2 separate regions of the Cricetulus griseus genome follow, and region 2 is linked to region 1. Evidence: chromatin contacts called from public Hi-C data. All regions are on one chromosome and are shown on one strand. The core of a region is the stretch at or near the end of the contact, and the rest is flanking DNA. Distances in the headings are between cores, read along the strand shown.

Region 1 (4,261 bases), core at 1,508-4,007:
TGTTATGAGGGGATCAGAATCTGATAGCAACTCCACATAGCCTAGGCTCTCACTGCTCCCCAGCTTTGCATGCATTTTCTATGGCATGGGTGGTCCAGGCTTGGTTCTCACAAGACAGAAAGGTTTCTGGGTCCCGCTAGAATGCAGCTAGTAGGGAGCCCTCCTATAAACCTACATCATCATGTGAACTCCCCTGAGTCGTCTAGACCAAGGCAGAAGTAAAAGGGGGCATGCTGGAGTTTAAGCTTGTACTCAGAGACAAAGATACCGGTCTGCCCTGTCCAGATTCTTAGCGCTGGGATTCTGATTGTCCAGTCCCCTGGTTATACACATGTACAGGTAGGACCTGCTAATGAGAGATTAATGGAATCCATTGCCAGTGCATCCACCCAAGGGGCTGCAGAGGGGAAGTGCACCCACCTGATGTCAGCCCAGCTACCCAGGAGCAGGAACCAGAGGCAGGACTGCCGGGGACACTTATGTTAAACCTTATCTTTAAATCTTTCTCTTTTATAACCTTCACAATGGACATAAAAGATGGCAAATTACAAGGTTTTTGGGGCCAGAGGTGGTGTTCAATTGGAGTTTCTTTTTATATTGGGTTATTAACATATACATTATGATACCTTAAGGGGGGACCAAAGTCTAAACACAAAGTTCACTACATTTCATATATAATGTATAGCCTAAATGTACTTTTACAAAAGTTTTAAAAATAATTCTGTTCATGACACAAAATTTTCATGAAATGTGATTTTCTACTCATGGTGTCAGTAATGCCACCAAAAAGTTTTGGATTCTGGAGAATTTGGGTTTTTTGACTGGGGATTCTCAACCTGTGTAGTATACTACTATTTGACCTATAAACAGTAAGGAGGTTGGGCATGCAAGTCAGTGGTACAGAGCTTGTCTCCCACATGCGAGGACCTAACATGCATAGTCAAATTTATAAGGGGTAAAACACATTCATTGCAATCTAATACACATTCAAGCACTGTTCACAGATTGGGGTACATGACAGAAAAGTCTTGAAATTATTGCTTACCTGGGAGGGCAAAGGGCAAACCAACCAGAGAAACCCAACTGGAACCTCAGGCCTCTCAAGTGCTAGTCCTGTGACTGGTAGCAAACTGATTCATCTTCCCTGGCCCTGAAGCTGAGCATGCAGTATAGGTGGCTGAAGTCCATCTATGGGAAGGGCCTGGAGTAAGAGTTACAGGGAAGACAAGGTTCTTGTGGAAGGCCCAGTCCACATAGAGCATATATAAACAGAATATGGGTGAGTGGGGCTTACTGGGACCCAGGGGAAGTTCTGGAAGGAGAGGTACCTGAGCCTTCCTTCACTGAGAGAGGATCTAATAAGGTATCCAAACAGGCAAAAATCCAACCCCTACCTTGAGTGTAAGAGCTTAATGCCACCAGGGCTCTTGGTGTTGCTTGATAGCACTTGACAGCACTCAGGCTCTATCTTCTAAAAAAAGAGCTCACTCATCCTGTCACAGCCACTTACTACATTCAGTAGAACCAAGAGCTCCACCAAGGTAGCTGTGTTAGGGTATATGGGGCTCTGACCATGTCTGTGTGAGATCACCTTGATTACCTGAGGTTAAAAGACCTGCCCACTGTGAATGGCACCATTCCCTAGGCAGTAGATCCAGTGTGATAAAGGAAATGGAGAAAATGAACTGACACGAGCATGCAGGCATTGATTTCGTCTCACTTGAGACCTAATCTGACCTCCCTATCAGGATGGATTAACTTGGAACTGTGACCTATTAATTTTCTCCCTTAAGTTCCTTTTGCCAGAGTATTTTATCCCCGGAATGGGAAAAGAAATGATGGTCATCCTCCATCGAAGAGAATTCTAGCACCTTTCTATAGAAGGATAGGATACATTCGTTATATTGTCACAATGAGGCCTGGGTTCAACTGAAACCTTCACCTTCTGGAGTCCGAGTCTCTCCTTTCCCGAGGAAGCTGTACATGGGAATGTGCTATGAGGAAAGGAGCAAGTTTCGGCTGTCTCTCTCACAAATGGGCTTTATATTCTTGTGTATTGTCTTGCATTTGTGAAATAGAGCCAGGCACAAGCTCCCATCTGCCAGGCTGCTAAGGGCAAAATTAGAGCCAGGTGGTAAGCACACAATGATCACAAAGGTTGGAAGGTTGTGGCATGTGGGGCACAGCCGCACACTCATCCTGTTTCTTCCTACCACATACCATCCATTACAAGGTCTTGGCATTTTTTTGTAAAATGGACTGCATAGTAGAGGAGGGTAGGAGGGGACTCAAGCGTCCTTGTCCAATCATGCCAAAAGTCCTGGATCTGGGTGAGGAGAACTGACTTGGCCGCAATCTCAGAGCCATGCTGTAGCCGGGCTTCAGCCCCACCCACTCGGCTTGCTGCCTAGCTCCATTCCTCCTAGTCAGTGCACTATCGAGCTCCATTCAGGATCATGGAGGGAGGGCAACTGGGATCACGGTGCCCCTCTAAGGTCATCTGTGGCACAATGGTCCTCCTATGTTAGCCCTCGGCTACAGTTTCAGAACTGCTCCTCCCCTTTAGCTTCTTATAGTGTCTCCAAGAAAAACACCACTGGACACCAAGGACATGCATGCGAGGGCTAAGTGCATGAGTGCACTTGAGTGGATGACCAAGTCAACCCCTGTTGCTCTCTAAGGAAACCGGATGGAATGTTGGCTCTAGGCTAGTGACCAGGACACAGCAACACAGCAACACAGCAAAAATGAATCATGCACCATCAACTGTAAGATGATTCACCCCAGCAAAGAGGCTCCTTCTACTTTGCGGAGCACAGTCTGACAGCAATGAGTTCTTCCTACATGAATCCATTAGTAAGCAACGCGAATAAATGACTCCTAAAGACACTTACATAGAAAGACAGCTTTCAAAACTTATTTAGACAAAGCTTTGCAAAAAGCATGATTTTGTAAAAGCTGATTTCGGTGGGTACTTTTTTTTTTTAAACAAAAGTGTCTCAGTGAATTATGGAAAGAGCAGGAAGGCAAGGACAGAAGGTTGGTATTTCACTAGTGTCTAGTAAACAGGGCAACCAGCATGCACCTTTATGTTCAGATGGAACCCGCCTCTGTCAACAAGACGTTCACTGCAAAGAGCCTGTTCTGCCCTATACACGGGAGCCAAACCACTCTTGGATTCCTACACACCGGAGGTCCAGTGTGATTCAACTATCTCATGCTCCAAAGTCCTAGTGAGAAGGATCCACAGCCCTGGCCAGGCCTTACCCAATACCTAGGCTTTGGGAACTCAGCTTTTGCTTCTTGCACTGAGCCCCTTTGTCACAAGCACCACAACCTGCCCCACACAGACAATGATGTCCACCGACAGGGTAGATTTTTCTTTTCTTCTCTCTGCCACTTCACCTGTAAGTTCAGACTGACTCTCCTTGAAGCAATCAGTGGGCAGCTCCTTTAGAAAATAGTCTTTCCACTGGGAGTTGGTGGCGCACGCCTTTAATCCCAGCACTCGGGAGGCAGAAGCAGGCGGATCTCTGTGAGTTCGAGACCACCCTGGTCTACAAGAGCTAATTCCAGGACAGCCTCCAAAGCCACAGAGAAACCCTGTCTCGAAAAACCAAAGAAAAAAAAGAAAGAAAAGAAAATAGTATTTCCATGACAGGAGTGCTCAATACCCACAGATACACTGTGAAGGGTAGGTGGCAAAACATGACACCTCCCGTTTTGCAGGTATTAAAGCAGCCCAGGGGGATCACATAACTTCTCTGGATGAGAACATAGCCAGTGCAGACAGACAGATCCCACAGCTTACTCTGCCAGCTAACTACCTGCCTGTCTTCAAGTGCCATTCAACCAGGCTCCTCCTTAAGCTCTGCCAATGCCTCTTTCAGTGAGCCAACAGGAAGGGGCAGAAAGACAGACAGACAGAGGCCACAGAAGATGTGGCTTTACATGCCCATCATAAAGGCAGGGGTTGTAGCAGCACCATCAGCCCAGCTCCCGGGTCCTGAGAACAAGGGTTTTCTTCTGACAGCTCTTTAAAGGGTGGTTGAGTGTCCTGTGCTAAGCACTGAAGGAACAGACATTTGCTCTGCCCAGAAGGAAGCCCTGTGGTGTAAGGTAGGCCAGAAGCCCAAGACCTTTTGTTTCCTGCTGTTCTGGTCTCAACAACATAAGCAGGCTTTGGTCTGAATCAGTTCTGCCTAACAACTCAGGTTTCTTGCCTCAAGAAAAAAAAAGGGGGGGGGGGGTTGGCCTTTGG
Region 2 (4,657 bases), core at 429-2,928, 89 kb after region 1:
GAGAGGGAAACTTCGGGACAGAGAGGCAGGTTGCCCCATCCCCTTCTAGCTTGCGCGCTCTGCCTGGAGCGGACTAACTTAATTCTGGACCAGGAAATGGTGTCTTGAGAGCTGGATTAGGCACCCCCCCTCAAGTCTGAGACTTGAGAGTTAAATTTCAGAGTCCCAGGCACACCAATTTTCCAGTTTTCAAATTCTATTTTGAAGAGAGCGTTGGCGCCTAAAAGTTCACCATGAATCACTATTTCTGCCCTTTTACAAAATTTTACAAAAATCCCTACCCTACTGTCCTGCCTGCACCTACTTTCAGATGTAATTTTTTGGTGAACCAGACATTGTCTTATTCTAGAAACATCATCGGTTTTCTTTATTCCCCAAATAAGAATCATTTTCTTATTTCTTCGTAGAAGGGAATATTATAATGTACATTCAAAGAGAGATATTTGAGTCGTTTCCCTGCCTGGTGGACATGGACTGAGATTCCTAAGAGGGCAACTCTGAGGAGATCTAGAAAGAGACTGGGCAGTGCGGAGGCTGACAGGCAGCAGAGGGAACATGAGCAAAGGGCTCCTTCCCTATTGATGGGAGAGAGAAGTAATATATGTGAATGCTGGGAGGATGAAGTTGGCTTTGGAAGGGCCCCTAGCCATGAAGTGAGGGGCCACAGCTTCCACTCTTTGCAAATGCAGAGATGAGAAATAGGGATATTTGTAGACGGGGGAGGGGGGGCACAAGGCTGAGAGACTAAATAAGAAGTAATTTGGAAGCAATTTGTGTCCAGATTTGAGAACCTTAACCTCTTCCCGTGACAGGTTAGCCCTCCTTTCTCTCCCTGCAAGGGTTCATTGTGTCATCTACCTACCTCAGCAGCATTTGATGGCCCTGGGTCTGCTGACCATTTTCTGCCCTGGCTTTACTCAAATCATTTGTCTTCTCCTATCCCTGTCTTTGGATGATCCCCACTTTGTGCTCCCTGGTCTACAACCTCCCCAGCTGTAGGAGGGTCTCATTCTTGCCATAACCCACTCTATTCACTAGAATCCAACATAAGGAAAATAATGCAACGGCATCAAAACAACAACAACAAACCTGCCATCTATCAAATATCCCCACCCTCACCCCCAATACCAGGTTCAATTTTCAAGTGTGAATAAAAGATTAGAAAAACATTGGGCTAAAGTGTCTGCATTTCCCAAAAAGAACACTTGTAGTAGACCAATAGTGCCCTAAGCTAAAGCTTAGCAGGAAATGAGTGAGCAGACTGGTTTCCGTCCTTAACACCTATGACTTTGTTTTCAACTCCTTCCTTCAACCCCGTGGAGTTCCACCACTTGCCAGATCCCTCCACTCCTTGGCTGTCTCTTGTCTTTACAGGTATTCGAGGACTGCCCCCCAAAGCATTCAGGTTGGTTTATATCCTCCCAATATCCTTGTTTCACCCCAGTTCTCACTGTCAAGGCAGTTACCTGATCACTTACTTAATCCCATGTCCTTACCCTGGAGCTCCTAGGAATCCCCCTTTGCTTTCAAAGTCAAATTCTAGGGGAACTGGCACCAGCTGGTTTAACTCTGTCCCTTCTAGTCCCTGCCCACCCCGGGGTGAGAGGTCTCCTTACCCTTCTCAGAACAGACGTGTCCCTCCTGTCTACATTCCATGCTAACATTCCAAGATTCTGTGAGTCACACTGCCCCACCAGTCTGGAATCTTCTCTCACATGGTCTTCACCAATCCTAATTCAGTAACTCCAATTGGGCTTAGCTCATCTCATCGCTCAGAAGTTACACACACACACACACACACACACACACACACACACACACACACACACCACGATCCTAGGTTTTGTAGGACTTTTTGAGTTTAGATGTTGCCCACTAGACTAATTCTTAGATTGTAGCCTGCCTAGACAGGGACAAAGCTGTGATATAACCTGGCCAGCTCTGTGCTTGCCACCCATATGGCTAAACTTTTAATGACACCAGGTTGCTGGGTCCTGGGCAGAACACTGGAACCATCTTGTTCAGAAAGCCTCTTTTCACCACTGGCATTGTGCCCTGGCATTGTTGTAGGCAGCAGGAATGAAAGGAAAAACTGTCAAGGTCCACAAACATCCTTGTGCCACTGATATTCTAGTAGGAAGAGAAGGCAACCCACAAGAAATCCTGAGAACCTGCCAAGAGTCATAGGTAGAACCCTGTAGGGGTGCAGGAGAGGTGAAAGAGGGAGTCAACAGGGGATTACACCTGGATGAGGCAAGATCTGTGGAAGACCCAGGCAGAGGAGACCTTCTGCACAAAGGCCCCAAAGCAGGACAGCTCTGGTTCTAAACAGGTAGGGCTCTGCCTGTCATTCATTCAGAAACCCACTGTCCTTCCCTGACCCCCATCCTCTGCTGGAGTCAGAATACTCTAGGAGCACTACATATTCCAGTGTAATAATCCCAGCAAAGACATGCTGGGACACAGAGCACAAGAGTGAGTGTACAGCTACTACCTCTGTGGATGGAAGTCAGGAGGCTTTCTGACAGCCCTGGATATAGGCCCAAGGCTACAAGCCATGCCAGGCAGCAGCAAGTTTAGGTGCTCACAGGAGTCTGGGTTCAGCAGGGAGACCTGTGTGTTTGAAGCTAAGTGAGGGAGCATAAACATGAGATTACATAGACATACAAAGACTAGTGAGAATTTTGACTTCTATATTGAATGCAAAGGGAATCCTTGTGCAGGTGTTGAGTTCTGTGGAATCATGTAATTGGATTCAGATTTTCAAATTTCCCTGTTCATTGTATGAATCAAGGGAGGCAATATATATGTGTGTGTATTATGCATGTATGTGTGTGTACACACACATATATATACATACACACACACATATATATACATATATACATATACATATACATATACATATATATATATATTATATATATATAATATATATATATATATATACCTCTGCAGTACAGAGAGTAGAAAGTGGTTCAGACAGTGGTTATGTGGTGGGGAAAGGGAACTACTAGAGCAAGAGGATTTACTATTACTTGGGTATAAAGGAAAGAACTACATATGGCCAAGCATCTGAAAGTGGAGCTGCCACCCAAGGTGTGGAAGGTTGTGGCTGTTACAGCATTCAGATCCACTGGGAAAGACCAAAGACAGATTCGATTCAAATTTAGATTAAATGAATTCATTCTTACTGCTAGCAGAAGGATGACAGGCTTAGAGACAAATGAATTGTGCTGAAGGGGGCTAAAGAAAGGGTTTATAACAGTGGTTATCAAAGGTGTGCATCACAGTTATCTATGGAATCCATATCCAGGCAAGACCATTGCTTTACTCCCTCTGTTGTTTCTCTTAAGTTATACAGTTAGGAAAGATCACTTCATCCCAGTCACATAGCAATAAGGAAGTTTACAAAAGCAAAAGTGGTTAAATATCTCACAACAGGATCACTATTATCCTTTTCTTTTCTCACCTGCAAGCCACCAGGATCTCCACAGGCATTTCAGGGCAAGGTTCAATGGCCCTTAAGGGATGTCTGGTACCCTGTTAAGTTTCTTTAGCCATCACAGGGGAAGATATAAATTGTTACACAGGTCTGAGCACTCTAGGGGAAATGACTCTAATGACTAGGATAAAGCAGTTTATTCCTAGGCGGACAATGACACAGTGCCATATGGTTAGGGCTGCAAGTCACATCCCCACAGGGCAAAGCCACAGGAACAGAGTGAACAGGAAGGACAAAGGAAAGGAGGGAGGTTAGTCAGTCCATGTGCAAGAAAGAGTAGGAAAGGCAGAGTCGTCAGCATCCAGGGCTTCACTATCCTTTGTAAAGGACAGAGGTCTTGTCTGTATTTGCTGGAGTTGCACAGAAGCCATGGATTCCCCAGGACAGAAGCATGGGACAGTAGGACCTGATTTTTCCTTTTAGTAGATATAGGATGGGTTCTAAGCACAGTAGGATCAGAAAAGGCAATAAATTACAGTTTGGTTTGGAAGTACACCAGCCTGTCCCTGTCAACAAATTTTGCATTTAAGATTCCACCAATCACAAGTAGAAGATATTTGGGGAAAGTGCATTTGCATTGAACATGTACAGGTATTGTTCTTTGTTATTCTTCTCTGAACAATATAGTCTATTTTTACAGCATTGGGTATTAGGAAGAAATCTAAGGATGGCTTAGTATATGGAGCGTGCCTAGATTATAAGTAACTATTAGACAATTTTTGAATATGAAGGATTTGAGTGTCCATGGTTTTGGTATCTGCATAGAGGTGGAAGACTGAAGACAGATACTAACCTAGTATCCCATGGATATGGAAAGATGACTATGTATAATAGAGCTAAGTTAGTAAAGACTTTTTTATAAACAGGTTTGTTGTTGTTTTTCCAACAACAAATTTGAAAACTCAAAATTTGAGAAAGTAGCCCTGGGGCAGTTGGGAAAATAATGAGGCCACTGAGTTGCAGCATCCTGACAGGAATGGCCAGTATCCCATCTGGAGATTTTCAGGTAGTTTCTCTACAAACTAGCTTCAAATTAGTGTTATCCACTGAGCTTCTACTGTTGCTATATTACATTCTTAGGCTCGGTGCTAGAGCAATTAATCGCACAGGTCTGCTGGCTCTAGTACCATGTTTCTTAAAGACTTCTTGGGT

The links. Hi-C and Micro-C count contacts between places; a contact is called where the count stands out from the background.
Region 2: a contact with region 1 is called in a Hi-C map of the CHO-K1 cell line, with 2.0 times the contacts expected there. The contact joins the promoter of Atp10a here to the enhancer-like site in region 1. A contact is called at or near these places in 2 of 8 Hi-C or Micro-C datasets (both in the CHO-K1 cell line).

The regions. Positions count from the first base shown.
Region 1 is chr3:139,100,599-139,104,859 of CriGri-PICRH-1.0, forward strand. All of the region lies in intron 3 of Atp10a (probable phospholipid-transporting ATPase VA), which reads right to left. Among named protein-coding and RNA genes, the nearest start is that of Atp10a, 90 kb to the right of the region's middle. Within about 2 kb of position 2,758, at least 2 of the 6 cell types and tissues checked have open chromatin away from gene starts, as enhancers often do. A contact at or near this core is called in the CHO-K1 cell line, where this site is marked.
Region 2 is chr3:139,190,638-139,195,294 of CriGri-PICRH-1.0, forward strand. It overlaps Atp10a (probable phospholipid-transporting ATPase VA), which reads right to left and starts at 1,679. Exons shown (of 22, transcript XM_027404730.1): 1 at 1,617-1,679. The coding sequence starts at 1,664.